Regions from separate parts of the Sus scrofa genome. Here regions 1 and 2 are each linked to region 3. Evidence: chromatin contacts called from public Hi-C data. All regions are on one chromosome and are shown on one strand. The core of a region is the stretch at or near the end of the contact, and the rest is flanking DNA. Distances in the headings are between cores, read along the strand shown. Region 1 holds the start of BHMT (betaine--homocysteine S-methyltransferase). Region 2 has its middle 26 kb from the start of BHMT. Region 3 overlaps DMGDH (dimethylglycine dehydrogenase, mitochondrial).

Region 1 (3,134 bases), core at 438-2,937, 82 kb after region 3:
AATCCTTATCTATACATGTATACATTTAGACATGCCTAGTCTAGGAGAACAGAACAGGAAATAGTGGTTACCTCCAGGCAGGACTTGACCTGGGAACAGCAGCCAGAGAAAGATTTTTCATATTTTTGCCATGTGTCTATATTAACGTACTAAAAATTTTCAATTCATTTTTTTAAGTGCTGCTAGTTTAAAATCGCTCCTAAGTTTTACTAAATTTGGATGAACTATGAAAATGACAGTGTCGGCTTTCAGTTTTTGACTATGGGAGCCCTGATACCGCCCCCTAGCGCCTGGTATCCACCACTGCAACTGTTCTATGCAGCTATACCTGGGCTCACTCTGAACCTCTTTGTCTCACCAGTGTTCACCAGGTTAATAGTATAAGCAGTTAACGCGTTAAGTAACTTAGCTGTTACCTACTCAGATACTCCAAAGCTTTCATGGTATAAAGTCTAGGCACTGTGAAGGATGCCTACATTACCTCATGCCTCAGTCTTGGTGGACAAGTGAAATAATAGATCATTTGAATTATAATATATGCATCCATCAACCTTCCTATTTTTTTTCCTACTTCAAACCTGACAATTACCTGAAGCAAAAGGACTTTTCTACTTCTCAGTTTCAACTGCACATAATTTTAGCAACAAAGTTTGTATTAATTCATCGTTTGCTACAGTAATTTCTTTCCTTGCATTTGTTAAAATAGAGGCTATTGTTCCACATACAAAAACTTCCTTATGTGCTTTTGTGTATTTGGACAACAGTTTCTGAACTCTATTTCATATTTTTAAATTGTTCTCTAGGGTACTTTCTATTATGTTGTACATTTTAAAAGCAATATTTTCATTATTTTAAAGTCAATGTATTTTCACTGTAAAGAGATTTCAGGAAAATACAGTAAAACACAATGAAGAAAATAAAAGACCTAACTCTACCATCAACAGATAACTGCTGTTAACATTTCTATTTCCTTCCAGTTTCTCAAATGCCTGTACATTTTTAGACAGTTTCACACTGAATGTTTGACATCGCTAAAGTACATTTCCACTGTCATATACAAAGGTGAAGTGTTTGTCTTTGTTAAATGTTGCAAAGATATTGATAGAAAGTACAAGGCATGTTTGGACTTAAGGGGAGAAGGTCATTTTGAACACATGCACTAATGCAGGGTCAGTATCAGACTTTTCTGTAAAGGCCATATTTTGTTCGAATCCATAACCACTGGACGTATAATCACAGAGGTCACACTTTAGGCTGAAGTTCTTCCAGGGCATGGCCTCCTCGTTCAAGAATCTTGTATCCTCGGCCTTTGACAAATATTTGGGCATTGGATGGCGTTTTTAGGGGCCTGGTCTGGCAACCTAAGTAATGGTAACAGGATCCCAGGCAAGGAGGAGTACATCAGGATTTCTCCTCGAGAAGAAAAGAGGGGTGGGCACAGGTAGAGCTGAAACCCGAGCAGATGGCAACCTACTTGTTTTTTTCTTCTTAACTTACTTCTGGACGAGTTCACCTATTTGCAAGAATAATCTCGATCACTCCCTCAGGAGGCCGATTCCAGAGGAGCCAGGATAAAAGGCTGGGGGGCGTGTTCCCTGCCGGAGGCCCGCGTTGGACCGCGGGGAGGCTGGGGAAACCTACCGCGTGAGAGCTGCAGGTATAAAGAGCTCCGCTGCCGCCGCTGGGCAGCTGCAGGCTTCGAAAGGGAAACCTCGTCGGTTCCAATCCAAATCCGTTTTCGAGTACCATCCGGACACCTCGAATATGGCTCCGGTTGGGGACAAAAAGGCCAAGAAGGTGAGTCTGCAGGGACCCGAGGGTGTCCTCGGTCCTGGCCGGCCGAGGCTCTGGGTTTTGACCCACCAGCGGGCATCCCAGCCTCGGCAAGCCCAGTGGGAGCCCTGCAACTTCGGCTGCGGGACCCCACGGCGCCTCTGAGCCCCTACTCCCGTTCCACGTCCAGAGCGCCCCCTAGAGCTATGTGACCCCGAACCCCAGGCGCCCGCCACCAAATCTCCGATTCTCCCAACGTCTTGAGACCCATACGCCAAGACCAGAGCACGCCTGCAAGATGCAGCTCCTAGACCCACAGGGACGACTTCCCTCCCCCATGGCAGTGGGACCCGGGGTCGCCCTGCTGCGCGCCAGGACCTCTCCGGGTCTGTGCCCGTGCCGCTGCACGCGCGCCCCTCAGTGCCCTGCGTGTGCCAGGCAGGGAAGCTCGCGCCCCGGCTCCGCTCCGACGGTTTCTGGCGGGCACCGCCGGTCTCCGGGCTCCCTACCTGCAGGGTCCTCGATGCGCCCACCAGCCCGCCCCGCTGCAGCGCTAAGGCTCTGGCATTGGTCGGGCGATGGTAAGTTTTCATCTGCAGCTGGGTTTCAGCGATAACAGAAAAATGCACCGTGTGGGCCTCGAAAAGATAGTTCTAGAAAAAAATGAGCATCGTGGCCGTAAAATATTGAGGTAGGGCTGTTAAGTTTTAAAAACAAAAGCCCAGTAGCAAGCCCACCCTACTCTTGGGACGAATGTTTTAAGTCCAGACTCTGGGCCTTCCTCTGGTTGTAGGGATGTAGGAGGCGGGACGGGTGGGGGTGGGAGGGTGGCGATGGATGGATAGACGCACTGATAATAGGACAATGGTTGGGAGGAGAGGAGAAGGACAACGGAGGAAGGAGGGAGTCTGCTTGGCCCTTGAGTGTCAAAGCACCCAGCCCCAACCCTGGCGGACCGAGGCCCAGGAAATGGCAGGGAAGAAGACCGGGCCAGGCCACCTGTTCCCCTTCAGCTGTAAGGACAGTGCAGGCAGACCCGGCTCTGAAATTCATTACCAACCATCCCTTTAGAAACGGACTGTACCTAGTTTCTAAAGGAATGACCATGCCTCAAATTAAAGAGATCTCCACACAAGGAAAAACAATTGATTAGGTGGATCCAATGACATACATCTACTAAAAGAACACTTGATGTAGATTGGAAAGGATGATTCCCATAGAGTTTTAAAAAAGTTTTTTTTTTTGGTTTGGCCACATTTTCATAGCCATAGATTCTAACCCACTCCCCAAACTCAAACTTAGAAAATCAAACATTTAAAAAGATTATTTTAACAACAGATGGACATAAGATGGGAAGGAAA
Region 2 (3,088 bases), core at 550-3,049, 110 kb after region 3:
CTCGATCTATTTCTCTGCTATTGTGTAGGATGCATGCCCCGTTAATATTCTTTTCAGAGCTTTTATTGCCATACAAAACACCGTAACCTCTAGTCATTCTTATACCCTTTGATTAAAAAAAAAAAAAATTTCCATTGCCAAGGGGTAGCGGGAAGGCAGTGTGACCGACTGGGAGTTTGGGGTTAACAGATGCAAACTCTTACATTTAGAATGGGAGTTCCTGTCGTGGCTCAGTGGTTAACGAATCCGACTAGGAACCATGAGGTTGCAGGTTCGATCCCTGGACTTGTTCTGTGGGTTATGGATCCAGCATTGCTGTGAGCTGTGGTATAGGTCACAGACATGGCTCAGATCCCACGCTGCTGTGGCTGTGGTGTAGACCGGTGGCTACAGCTCTGATTAGACCCCTAGCCTGGGAACTTCCATATGCCGCGGGAAGGGGCCCTAGAAAAGGCAAAAAGACAAAAAAAACAAAACAAAACAAAAGAAAAAAGAATGAATAAGCAATGAGTTCCTCCTGGACAGCACAGGGAGCTATATCGAGTCTCTTAGGATAGACCATGATGGAAGATAATATAAGATAAGGGAATTTATATATATATATAGATATATATATATATGAATGACAGGGTCACTTTGCTTTACAGCAGAAATTGGCACAACATTGTAAATCAATAATAAAAAATTTTTAAATATCTCCCTCAAAACTAAACTTAGTGGATACACTGCAATGAAATTATATGTCAACACTGCCTCCTAGTGGCATATTTCCATATTTTGCAAAAATTTTTTGAAATTCAGCCTCTCCACCAAATAAATGAATTCATTTCCAGAAATCTTGTTCACTAAAATACGAGCCTCACTCAGTACCTACATGTTTCTTTGTGTTAAGTGGACATTTCTCAATGGCAAAGGTATTTTTACAGAATGCAAGCCAGAGAGATTTTAGAGATCGAGTCCAAACTTTTTGCTTTTTAGGGCCGCGCCTGTGGCATATGGAAGGTCCCTGGCTAGGGGTCGAACTGGAGCTACAGCTGCCAGCCTACACCACAGCCACAGCAACAGCAATCCCCAACTCACTGAGCAAGGCCAGGGATCGAACCCACATCCTCATGGATACAAGTTAGATTCGTTTCCGCTGCGCCACAACGGAACTCCCTAACTCTCTTTTAAAGATGAGATTACTGGGGCAGGACACCAAGTGAAGAAGGGCTTCTTAGTCCACGGCTGCCAGCAAAGATGGCTTTAGCTTATCATTTGAAGAAGGAGAGTGGAACCAAGACAGATCATTCACAAAACCGAGTGTATCTTCCTGCCAAGTCAATGTAAACTCAAAGAATAAACTGTTTGCAATTTATGACCTTATACTTATTCACAGTGTAGTAAGGAACCTTGCCAACGCAGAGCTGTAATGGAGACAGACTGGACAGGAAGGGATCAAAAGCGTCAGTTCCCAACTTCTCCAGAAGGGGGCAGCAAGTCACCAGCTGGGAAGGCCAGAGACGCTCTATTTTGCTTTGAACTTCAGCAAGACCATCTGAACAAACTGTAACATTAAATGGCAGAAATATCTGTAGCTCTCTTTCTTTGGACCAGTTTTTCCCTAAGATACATGGATCTTTGAATCACATCCTGAACAACTCAGCCAGCAACAAAAGCCTTATCTGTCTCCAACCAGATCCTGTTTGGGGTTTTTTATTGTTTTTTGTTTTTCTTTCCCAGAGATCATTTTCCCCAGCTTTGAGCACATGGGCCAGCTGAGTGCATTTCCGGAATAGCCTCCCTGTTAGTAACATCCCCTCAGCCAGTCCGGAACCTTCCATGTGTTACTTGCCAGGCAGACAATCCTGATGCTCGCACAGTCCAGGAGGAAGGAGTCCATGTGAAGAGAGAAAAACAGAGGAGCCCAAGAAACCGTCTGATAGCGTGTTCAACTGCAGTGAGAGACACCCAGGCCCCGTGTTTCTAAACAGCTTCAGGAACAAATGCAGGGTTGGTGTTTGAACAGAAAATGACTGAAAGGCGGCCAAACACAGAGCCTTCGCACAGATGGTGACAGGAAGGGCAGGGTCATTTGGCAAAAACTGGTGGGAGTGAGGGGAAAAGAGCAGCCAGAAAACGCTTCCCGTTTTCAAGCAGCTGGAGGCATTCTGTTGGCCTTAGATGGACGACAAAAGAAGGGATGGGAGGTGAGAGAGACACATGTCAGCATCTGTGCTGCTGTGAGCTTCAGAAATCATGCCCAACCATTCGAGCACAGCCAGACACAAGAGGTTAATTTACATGCCGCCAAATTCTACACACCATCATTTTTATCTCAGGGTTTGACTGAGAGAGGTGCTCTTATGTAAATTTTTACAGGAAGTATGTTTTCCGGGGAAACATGCAGCACGCTTTTAACAGAAATTGATTTGGCCCGATGTCTCAAATATTTTTTGCATCATCCCATAGAGGCAAACTGCTAATGTACCGAGTAAAATTATTCCTATTTGTTCCTTCAAGCAGGTTCAGCGAGACCCTCTATTTGGCCCCATTTTGCGGGTTTATTTATTTATTTTTTTGTCTTTTTGCCTTTTGTAGGGCTGCTCCTGCAGCATATGGAGGTTCCCAGGCTAGGGGTCAAATTGGAGCTGTAGCTGCCGACCCACGCCAGAACCACAGCAACGCGGGACTCAAGCAGCGTCTGCGACCCACACCACAGCTCAGGGCAATGCCGGATCCTTAACCCACTGAGCAAGGCCAGGGATCTAACCCACAACCTCATGGTTCCTAGTCAGATTCGTTAACCACTGAGCCTCAACGGGAACTCCTTGAGGGTTTTTTTGTTCCAATTTACTACATGGCCTTGAAAGGAAAAGGCTGAGTGTCTTTGGAAACAGTTCAAACTTTCCCCCCAGGTCAGCCTGGCCATCATCCTGCCAATTACTTTGACTTAATGACATTTTAGTGTTCTTTGCAAAAGTTAATGCCTCAACACATGAACAGGCTTAGTGGAACGCAGCCATCGTCCCCCAAAACCCTAGTGCAACATTGTAGAAAAAGCCATGAATGAATTGAGAAAAAGCAATGAATGAATTTCGAATCAGGA
Region 3 (3,222 bases), core at 110-2,609:
GGAGATAGGGACAGAGGCCCTCACTTCAAATAATTTCCTATAAAGACATGACGTTTATTTAAAACACTAAGGTTTAAGAATTAAAGTTGTAGGAGTTCCCGTTGTGGCACAGTGGAAACAAATCCGACTAGGAACCATGAGGTTGCAGGTTCGATCCCTGGCCTCACTCAGTGGGTTAAGGATCCAGCGTTGCCATGAGCTGTGGTGAAGGTCACAGACTCGGCTCAGATCCTGCGTGGCTGTGGCTGTGGTGTAGGCTGGCAGCTGTAGTTCTGATTAGACCCCTAGCCTGGGAACCTCCATATGCCGCGAGTGCAGCCCTAAAAAGACAAAAAGACAAAAAAACAGAATTAAAGTTGCACTTTATTTTTAGAGCCACAGGTACAGCATATGAAAGTTCCTAGGCTAGGGGTTGAATTGGAGCTGCAGCTGCCTGCCTACACCACAGCCACAGCAACGCCAGATCCAAGCCATATCTATGACCTACACTGCAGGTCACAGCAATGCCGATTCTTAACCCACTGAGTGGGACCAGAGATTGAACCTGCATCCTCATGGATACTAGTCAGGTTCGTTTCTGCTGAGCTATGACGGGAAATCCAAAGTTGTACTTTCCATTACTGGTAAAAGAAAACCTCCATGCAAGACTGGGCCAGTATAAAATCCATATAAAATTTTATTACTAGCTGATTACTTACCTAAGATCATGAAGTTCTGATCCAGAGCCGGTTATTAATAGAAACTCCCCAGGAGACTGGTGAGAAACAGTCAACTCAGCATATACTCGACCTTTTGGTGTTAACATGTGACTTATATTTGTACAACCCACCTACACAAAAGAATTTTAAATTACCTCGGGATGAAATAAAAAATCTTAGGTGTCCTTTTAATACCACCTGAAAATTTAAATGTGGGTGTCAACAGTGAGAAACCTCTCAATCTTATCATTTACATCAATTGTGTGAACAATCTGTAAATTTGAACCCAATATTAATTTTAAAGTTTTCAGGTGAAATGATCACTATAATTACTTGTCATAAAATTCAGCCAATTGCACAATTTCCATTGACACAATAAAGCAAGGCCCTAAGGTCTTTGGATGATAATTCATTCCACAAAAATTTTACATTTGAAAATTAGCCAGAATACCCGTGGTCAGGTAAAGAGTTCTGATGTTCAGACAGAAATCCTTCAGTGGATTGAAATAACATATTGGTTTTCTGAAAATGAGAGGACAGAGAAGTAAACAGACCAGAACCCTGGACCTTGTAATCTACAAAGTTATTTACCTGGGGAATGACATTGGCAAAGAGATGGTCCAACAACCTAACGGAGTCTTGGCCTTTGACGGTAAATTTGCCAAACGGTGACAGGTCAATCACCCCTACTTTTTGCATAACCTGTTTATACTCTGAGCCCACAGGCTCAAACCAGTTTGTGCGGCGAAAACTTGGCCTGAAACACAGTGTTTGTCATGAAGCAGGGGTCATTCAGTTTCAGAAAATTACAGGATATTTGAACGAGCCCTATTTATCTAGAAAATTTCATTTAGGGAACAAGATGCCACCTGTTCTGCAAATCATACATATATGTTGGAATATGATTTTTTTTTTCTATGGAGGTTCCCAGGCTAGGGGTCGAATCAGAGGTACAGCTGCCAGCCTATGCCACAGCCACAGCAACGCTGGATCCTTTTACCCACTGAGCAAGGCCAGGGATCAAACCCTCATCCTCATGGATACTAGTCGGATTTGTTTACTCTGCGCCACAATGGGAACTCCCTGGAATATGATTTTTAAAGATATTCATCTATCCCTTGACCCATTTCATAGTGAATGAAGTATTCATTAACCAAAAAAAGATAGGCACGTGGGCTCTCAGATCTGAAAAAGAGCTTAGAAGTCAACCAGGCAGGTGGTTTTCAACCTTGGTTACATATTAGAATCACCTGGAGGACTGTTTTTTATTTTTTTGCCTTTTAGGGCTGCACCTATGGCATATGGAGTTTCCCAGGCTAGGGGCTGAATTGGAGCTGTAGCCACCCGCCTACACCACAGCCACAGCAACACGGGATCCGAGCCTCGTCTGCGACCTGCACCACAGCTCACCGCAACGCCAGATTCTTAACCCACTAGGTGAGGCCAGGGATCAAACCTGCATTCTCATGGATCCTAGTCAGGTTCCTTAACCACTGAGCCCCAAAGGAAACTTCTGAGGGAGTATTTTCAAAATACTAATTGTTTGGACATAATTAAATCACAATATATGAGGGGTACAGCTATCGTGTCCAGTGCTTCTCAAACATTTATGCAAATACATCACTTGCACTTGTTGAGATGAAGATTCCGATGCAGCAGGTTTGGGGCCCTAGATGCCACACCCTAACAGGCTCCCAGGTGAAGCTCATGCTGGTCCACGCCTGAAGTAAATAAGCAAGGACCTCGTCCAACATCTTCATTTTTCAGAGATAAGGCACAAAGTGACTTCCAAGGCCTTTGCATTAATTACTGACAGAGCTGGGCCTGGAACAAAGGTCTCTTGACTCCTTATGCAAGGTCCTTGCTACTCTACAGAGTGGACTTTTAATGTGGTATTTGAACTTCAGAGCAGGATGCTAAGTCTGCAAAATGAGTTTTCAGTGGTTTAATTATTAAATAGCAGAAGAAACAGCCCAGATTCAACTAGCACAAGGTGAACAACAGACCTGGCATGTATCTGAGCAATTTAGGAAAAACCAGACTACGAGTTTGTCCCCAAGTAATCTCTACTGGCTGACTACAGAGTCCAAATTCATTAATCAGCAACTGGCCCTCTATTTTGGACTATTTAGATCGATCTTAAAGTAGACATTTAAATAAGCAAAATAGCAGGTGAAAGAAAAAGGCAACTTCACTTGAAAAGCAAACTCTTTTCTCTTGGTTTATGGATTCTCTTGAGAAAAAAGATATAATCACTCTGAATACCAAGTACAACAATGGGACTGATTTTAGAGGAATTCAGAGAATTGTTTTAGTGACATGCTTTGTTTTAGCTTAACCTAAAATGGTAAGTAAATGACCTTTCCTGCAAACTTATCAACAGTGCATGTAATTTGTCTGATTCTGTGCACACATACTAGAAAGCAGTTACTTTGAGCTATTCCTTGACAAGTAGAAAATTCATCTTTCCATACTGTTTCCATACTATGTGACTGAACCAGGCATCCTAAACCAGGACACACCT

What was found. A called contact is a pair of places that touch in the nucleus more often than the background predicts.
Region 1: a contact with region 3 is called in a Hi-C map of liver, with 10 times the contacts expected there. The contact joins the promoter of BHMT here to the enhancer-like site in region 3. A contact is called at or near these places in 3 of 5 promoter capture datasets (fetal liver and liver) and 11 of 47 Hi-C or Micro-C datasets (embryonic fibroblasts, epiblast stem cells, fetal liver and 3 more).
Region 2: a contact with region 3 is called in a Hi-C map of liver, with 2.9 times the contacts expected there. The contact joins two enhancer-like sites. A contact is called at or near these places in 21 of 47 Hi-C or Micro-C datasets (adipocytes, alveolar macrophages, brain and 12 more) and 1 of 2 datasets of contacts at active chromatin or transcription factors (skeletal muscle).

What each region holds. Positions count from the first base shown.
Region 1 is chr2:87,909,406-87,912,539 of Sscrofa11.1, forward strand. It overlaps BHMT (betaine--homocysteine S-methyltransferase), which reads left to right and starts at 1,688. Exons shown (of 8, transcript NM_001200042.1): 1 at 1,688-1,797. The coding sequence starts at 1,765.
Region 2 is chr2:87,935,917-87,939,004 of Sscrofa11.1, forward strand. No RefSeq gene overlaps it. Among named protein-coding and RNA genes, the nearest start is that of BHMT, 26 kb to the left of the region's middle. Within about 2 kb of position 1,800, at least 30 of the 83 cell types and tissues checked have an H3K27ac peak or open chromatin away from gene starts, as enhancers often do. A contact at or near this core is called in liver, where this site is marked.
Region 3 is chr2:87,827,797-87,831,018 of Sscrofa11.1, forward strand. DMGDH (dimethylglycine dehydrogenase, mitochondrial) reads right to left here. Exons shown (of 15, transcript XM_021084481.1): 10 at 1,290-1,455; 11 at 699-829. Among named protein-coding and RNA genes, the nearest start is that of BHMT2, 37 kb to the right of the region's middle. Within about 2 kb of position 1,360, at least 2 of the 83 cell types and tissues checked have an H3K27ac peak or open chromatin away from gene starts, as enhancers often do. A contact at or near this core is called in fetal liver and liver, where this site is marked.